2 separate regions of the Capra hircus genome follow, and region 1 is linked to region 2. The links are chromatin contacts, called in public Hi-C maps. All regions are on one chromosome and are shown on one strand. Each heading gives the region's core, a stretch centred on a gene start, on an enhancer-like site or on the middle of the called end of the contact. The rest is flanking DNA. Distances are from core to core; before and after follow the strand shown. Region 1 holds the start of FMOD (fibromodulin). Region 2 has its middle 41 kb from the start of BTG2.

Region 1 (3,127 bases), core at 470-2,969, 87 kb before region 2:
ATAAAGTTTAAGTTTTGAAAGATGAAAAAGTTCTGGAGACTGGTTGTATAGCGATACTTAAAACATCTGAACTGTGAAAATTGTTAAGATAGTAAATTTCATGTTATGTGTAATTTACCACAGTTAAAAAATTTTTTTTAGGGGTGTTCCTTGGATGTTAGCAGGAGGCAATTAGTTGAAGAAAGAGCATTTCAGATGCATGGATTCATCTAAGCTACTGAGATTCTAGGTAATCCAGATTCTTCTAGTACTTGACCTTCCAATTCATCCTGATATATCTAACTGCCTGCATGCATCCGCACTGGGAGGCCTAACAGGCATCTCTAACTTAGCCTCTGTCCGTCCCCGTCTTTCTAGTGTCAGGAAATGGTGCTACCACCAGCCCAGTTGCTCAGACTCAAAATCAAGGACTCATCCGTCACTTTCCCTAACTCCTTCTCTGGTCCACCTTCAAGACTTTTCAACTTGTCTAAACATACGTCGTTCCCTCTTGCACTGCGCTGGCCCAATGTGCTGTTACCTCTCAACAGAGGAGAGCTGGAGCTCCTGCTTCCACACTTTCCTCCTTTTTACCGCACAGCAGTCTCTCCCACGGACTTTTTAAAACGTAGGTCAGATCTTTTCACTTTCTCTCCTTAAAACAAATTTTTAAAATACATTCAGAATAAAAGTTAAATCCATTCCATGGCCTAAAAGTCCTTTCATGGTCTAGCTCCTGCCTGCTTCTACGACCTCATCCTCCCCTTGCTCAGGGTCTCGACATCCGTAAAGTGGGTATAAGAGCAATCATCTCTACCGTGGACTGAGTGAGCTTCAGCTGTGTGCTGGGCCAGGGGCCTCACACAAACTGCCTCATAGAGCCCCTACTGCAACTCAACAAGGCAGTGCTGTGAACCCGAGGGTCGTCACGAGGTGGGTGTGTGTGATGCTCGTGCACAGCAAAGTGAGAGTGAACGTCGCTCAGTCGTGTCAGACTCTTTGCGACCCCAGCGGCTGTATAGTCCATGGAGTTCTCCAGGCCAGAATGCTGGAGTGGTTAGCTTTTCCCTTCTCCAGGGGATCTTCCCAACCCAGGGATGGAACCCAGGTCTCCCCCATTGCAGGTGGATTCTTTACCAGCTGAGCCACAAGGGAAGCCCAAGAATAATGGAGCGGGCAGCCTATCCCTTCTCCAGGGGATCTCCCCAACCCAGGGATCAAACTGGGGCCTCCTGCATTGCAAGCGGATTCTTCACCAGCTGAGCCACAAGGGAAGCCCAGGAACACTGGAGTGGGTAGCCTGTCCCTTCTCCAGGGGATCTTCCTGACCCAGGGATTGAACCGGGGTCTCCTGCCTTGCAGGCAGATTCTCTACCAACTGCAAGCCCTAGTGCCCAGTAAGTGACTAACAAATACGAGAGTCCCTGTCTACCTTTTTATCTCAGTGGGGAGAGAGAAATCCTACAGCCCAGACATGTCTCTCTGGTCAGGGATGGAACTGGAGCCAGAGTCCTCTCCTCTGTCCATCAGCCTAACCACTTGCCCACAGAGGGCGCTGAAGCCCAGAAAGCTGAGCACTCGCTCTCCAGTGGGACCCTGGGTTGCTGAAAGAGTTAAGATGCCTCTTGGCAAATCCTGGCCCTCCCTATCCCTGCATCTGCCCTATGGGTTTAATGAGAAATCCAGGCCTTTGTAAGAGACTGCACAAATAACCTCCAGAGCGCCAATAACTCATTCAGCAGAAAGAGACCCCAAGCTGCCAATGCTTCAGGGAAGATAAGTGAGTGGAAAGAAGGTGGTTTTTATAGCAATTTTGAGCGGTTGAGTGTGAGCTCCGCCTCTGCAGCAGCGCTGAGAAAGCCAGGATCTGGGCTCCTCAACCTCTCTCTTCACGACATCTGATTAGGAATTTGGGGGCGGGCCCTGGCCTGGCAGAGGCGTGCACACTCTCAGTAGACACACTCACTCCTCTCCTGCTCACACGCTCTCCAACCGAGGAGGCCAGACAGAGGGACGTGGTCACTCTCTGAAAGATTCACCTTCAAGGTAGGTCTGTCACTTTCCTTCAGATTTTGTCCCTGGTAGCTCCATGAAAGGAGCAAAGGAAAGAGGCTGGGGAGAGGGGACAGGGCCCAGGGCAGAAGGAGCAATTCCTCCTTCCCCATCTGGACCGTGTCCCAGGATGCTGGAGCAGGGAAAGGGAGTCAAAGGAGGGGGTTCCCACATGCCGCCTTTGTCCGATGGTTCCTTCCTGACTGTTGGGGAACCTTCAGCTTTCAGGTGTGAAAAAGTGAAGGACCAGGTATCTGGGGAAGCCAGCTCTGCCCCACTACTACTCAGAAAGTCCACCATCCTAGACCTGTGCCCTGCAGTCTCTTCAGAGGGGCTGAGGCACCTAAACGCTCTTATATGAGGGGAGAGGGAATTTTGTGTAATGTGTGTGTTTGTGTGTGTGTGTATGTGTGTGCTTGTGTGTTACTGGGGTGAAAGGGAATAAACACACAAAAGTGTTGAGAGTTGACCAGGTCCAAGGAGCTGTGAAATGGGGACCTAATTCAGGTTACAAAGCAGCTTTTGGTTTGACCTTCTGGATTCTGATAGGAAGGAGACATGGTTCTCTAGAATGGAGAAATGAAAGACCAGCAGCAACTCCTGAGTAAGCTCCCCCCAACTCAGAAAGTACCAGTCCTAGAAGCTTTCCACCTCACAAAACTTTGAGCACAGGGATGTCTCTAGCTTTGGGGGCAAAGTGGAGAGGATTTAAGGGTATAAAGCCTGGAGCAACATTGCTGAGATGGGGAAGGGGTAAAGAGAGGCATAAGGTCCCCGAGAACCCCTCTTAGCAGTCATGATACCGAAAGAGAGTCAAGTGGGTAGGATGCACAGCCCTGGAAGGCTTGAAGAGGAGGGCTGCTCTTGCCTGCCAAGGTGCCTAGTTTGGAAGGAGAAATGGAGACAGAGGCTCACTGTGCCAACCTCCAGACAGCCACCCTGGTCCTGCAGCAGCCCAGAGCTGAGCATGGAAAAATGTGCTACTGGCAGTGGGCCACTCTATCCGTTCTCTCCTGGGCAGTGCCAGGGCCCAGCCAGCGTGCCCAGGCAGTGGGCGGCTGGGGAGGCTCCCCAGGAGCACTGTGGGCTCTTTGTC
Region 2 (3,108 bases), core at 238-2,737:
ATGTACACCTATGGCTGATTCATGTCAATGTATGGCAAAACCACTACAATACTGTAAAGTAATTAGCCTCCAATTAAAATAAATAAATTAAGAAAAAAAAAGATCTTGTCATTAGTATGCTCCAGTTACACCATGGTTATATAGACAAGGTCTCTGAATTTGAAGCTTGTAAAACCTACACCACTATCATAATGACAAAGCGGTTACCATTTATTAAGTTCCCCCACACGCTGGACAAGGTGTCATATACCTTCCAAGTCTAATCCGCTTCAGCAGTTCTGTGTTGTTCTGTGATTGTCTCCATCTAGCAGATGAAGAAGCTGAGGATTTAGTAACCTGCCAGGGACACACAGTCAGAGGCTGGTAGAGCTGAGATTCCAATCCAGGTTGCTCCAGAGTCACCTTTCTTCAAGCTTCCAGAACATCCTGCTTCTCCTTCACTTGATCTGATGGGTTGATGAGTCCTTTAGAATGGGCTGGCTCTGTTTGCTTGGGCTCTGCATTTCTCGGCATTGCCATGGGGAAATGGGTGGCTTCAGCAAATTCTCAACACTAGCCTTAATGACAAATGTATGCTGCCTGTAAACGAGCATATTGGGTGTCTGTTTGCCCATCCACCTCCTGTGTGTTTGGTTGGTGTGAGCCAGGTCTCCATATGTAAACCAACTTGAAAAAACAAGTCTAGACATGTTTTCAACAGGGTTCTGTCTCTGGGAGTTGGGGGCAGAGGCTACCTAAAAAACTAGTTGAGGCTTGGAATGTGGAATCAGAGCTTCTTGCTGTGTGTCCTGGGGTTAGCTATTTCACTTCTCTGAACTTTATTTTCTGAACCATGTCACAGAATAAAGGTAAATGAAATAACTCAGTGAGCTAAGTGCTTTGTGGTCTTCCGTGGGTTCTACTGACAGTTGCATGTCTGCCCGGCACTGACCCTGGGTCCCTCTGGGGCGGGAGCTGCAGCGGGGCCTTGCTTCTGTCATCTACCCAGATCGTTTTTCTGCCTCCTCAGTGTGAGCATCACTTCCTTCCAGTTTCTCTCCAGTGGGAGTATCACTTCCTTTTATGTGTTGGGAGGCAGGCCCAATACCTCTCCTCAAGCAGAAGCCTCCTACATAGCTTGTCGCTCCATGGGAACAGTCCAGCACCCACCCTACTCGGCAAGCTCCTTGTCTGTACCCTCAGCTTGGGGAGGACAGGCCCGCAGTGGCCCTCTGCTAAGTGTTTGAAAGGGGATGACCTGGGCAGTCAGAAGACCAGAGACCTGCTGACTGGGCCGTGGGAAGGGGCTCAGCAATTCGTCCGAGTTTGAATGCTTTGTGGTTTAGATTCATCTCTGCCTTACATGGCCGCAGGCCCCTATGGAACAGCCTGATTTATCCTTGGTGGAAAATGGTCCTGCACGCTGTTCCCTCCCGTGGTTTTCTGAGAGGAAGGCAGCATCCCTCCCCTGGGCCAGGAGCTCCAGGGCAGGGGCTCAGCTCCCCCGCCCACCCCTATCAGATCGCCCAGCCAGGCAGCCTTTCTCTGGGACTCAGCAGGGATAGAGGCCAGGTTGGCTGACTTGACTTGAGCAATGACTTGCCTCTGGGCAGGACAGTGATCTCACTGAGCTTTTTATTTTGTGTTTTGTTTTGCCTTCCTGTCCAAGAACCCAAGGGCTTTATTGCAATCTCTTGGCTCCGTTCCTCTGGCCAGAGAAGCAAGGGAGACTTCTTTTGTCCTGGGCCCACAATCACCTGGAGAGCAGGAAGGAGAAGGGGTGGAGGGAAGTGGGTGGGGAGCTGCCGCAGGGGTCAAGGGCTGGACTTCCTCCCAGGACTGTCTTCGTGCCTGGTCCATTCTCCTGCAGGGCCTACAGAATAACTCCTTTCTGGGCTGGACAAGGAGGTGAATGGTTCGGGACTCCAGTGCAGCATCAGCAGCCTCTCTGAGTGCAAAAGTGTGCAGCCTGGTCGCTGCCTGGGGCCTCGGACTTGAGCTGATGGGAGAAGCTGCACCCACAGCTCAGGACGAAGCCCAGAGGCACACCGGGAATCCCGCAGACTGCCGGCCACCGGCTTCTCTGCACTCAGCCACTTCCAAACCCACGGCCAGAGGAAGTCAGAAGATGGCTTGAAACAGGCTGGTGTCTCTAGCAGGCAGCCGGGCCTAGATCATCGCCTTCTTATCGTAATTCCCTATAAACTCTCCTCCGTGCTCGGCCTCTCCAGGATCACATGGGGCCTTTGTGTATCCTTCTAGTATCGGAGAGACAGTGCACGTGTCTTGCTTTTCTTGGCCACATGGGCCTCAGTTCCCCCAGGAACTCCTGAACTTCAGGCTGAAACCAGCCCTCATGGCTGACTCTAGCTCACCGAGGAGCTTGCCTTTTTCACAGTCACTGGACAGAAGTGAGGGCCTCTTCCCAGTCCTATCTGGTCCTGGCTCTCTACACTTGAGTTCAGGGCAATATGCGAAAGAGCCCCAAACAAGTCCCAAGCTGGTCCCCTGCTATTAGTTGAAGCATCTCTCTAGCCTCAGGCAGCTTGGTAGGTTGATTTGGTGGGAACTCCTGTAGTCTTCCCTGGTGGCTCAGATGGTAAAGTGTCTGTCTACAGTGCGAGAGACCCGGTTCAATCCCTGGGTTGGGAAGATCCCCTGGAGAAGGAAATGGCAATCCACTCCAGTATATTGCCTGGAAAATCCCATGGACAGAGGAGCCTGGAAGGCTACAGTCCATGGGGTTGCAAAGAGTCAGACACGACTGAGCAACTTCACTCACTTCACCTGTAGTCAGTGGCCCACAATTCCTGAAGCTCAATCTTGTCATCTAGGAGAGGCCTTCCTTCATTGGACCCCTTCCTTCTGACTCCCCTGAATGGCCAAGATTCTTAGCAACAAGTTACATCACCAGGTGGTGGGTAGCCCCTACTTTCTTACATGATGATTACAGGACAAGGATTTAGAGCCAGAGGGGCTATTTCAACCAGTTGTTCTTTGTATTTCTTTTGGCAGTCTGTGTAACCTCTCAACCTGTTTCCAAATCTGTCAGTCCATGTAACAGTTCATATCACATGGGATTGTACCTGAACATAGGGATGATGCCGTGACTCCAAAGGGCATGAACTG

Evidence for each region. Hi-C and Micro-C count contacts between places; a contact is called where the count stands out from the background.
Region 1: a contact with region 2 is called in a Hi-C map of blood, with 2.6 times the contacts expected there. The contact joins the promoter of FMOD here to the enhancer-like site in region 2. A contact is called at or near these places in 3 of 5 Hi-C or Micro-C datasets (all in blood).

Annotation. Positions count from the first base shown.
Region 1 is chr16:518,076-521,202 of ARS1.2, reverse strand. It overlaps FMOD (fibromodulin), which reads left to right and starts at 1,719. Exons shown (of 3, transcript XM_005690371.3): 1 at 1,719-2,025.
Region 2 is chr16:431,305-434,412 of ARS1.2, reverse strand. No RefSeq gene overlaps it. Among named protein-coding and RNA genes, the nearest start is that of BTG2, 41 kb to the left of the region's middle. Within about 2 kb of position 1,487, at least 1 of the 5 cell types and tissues checked has an H3K27ac peak or open chromatin away from gene starts, as enhancers often do.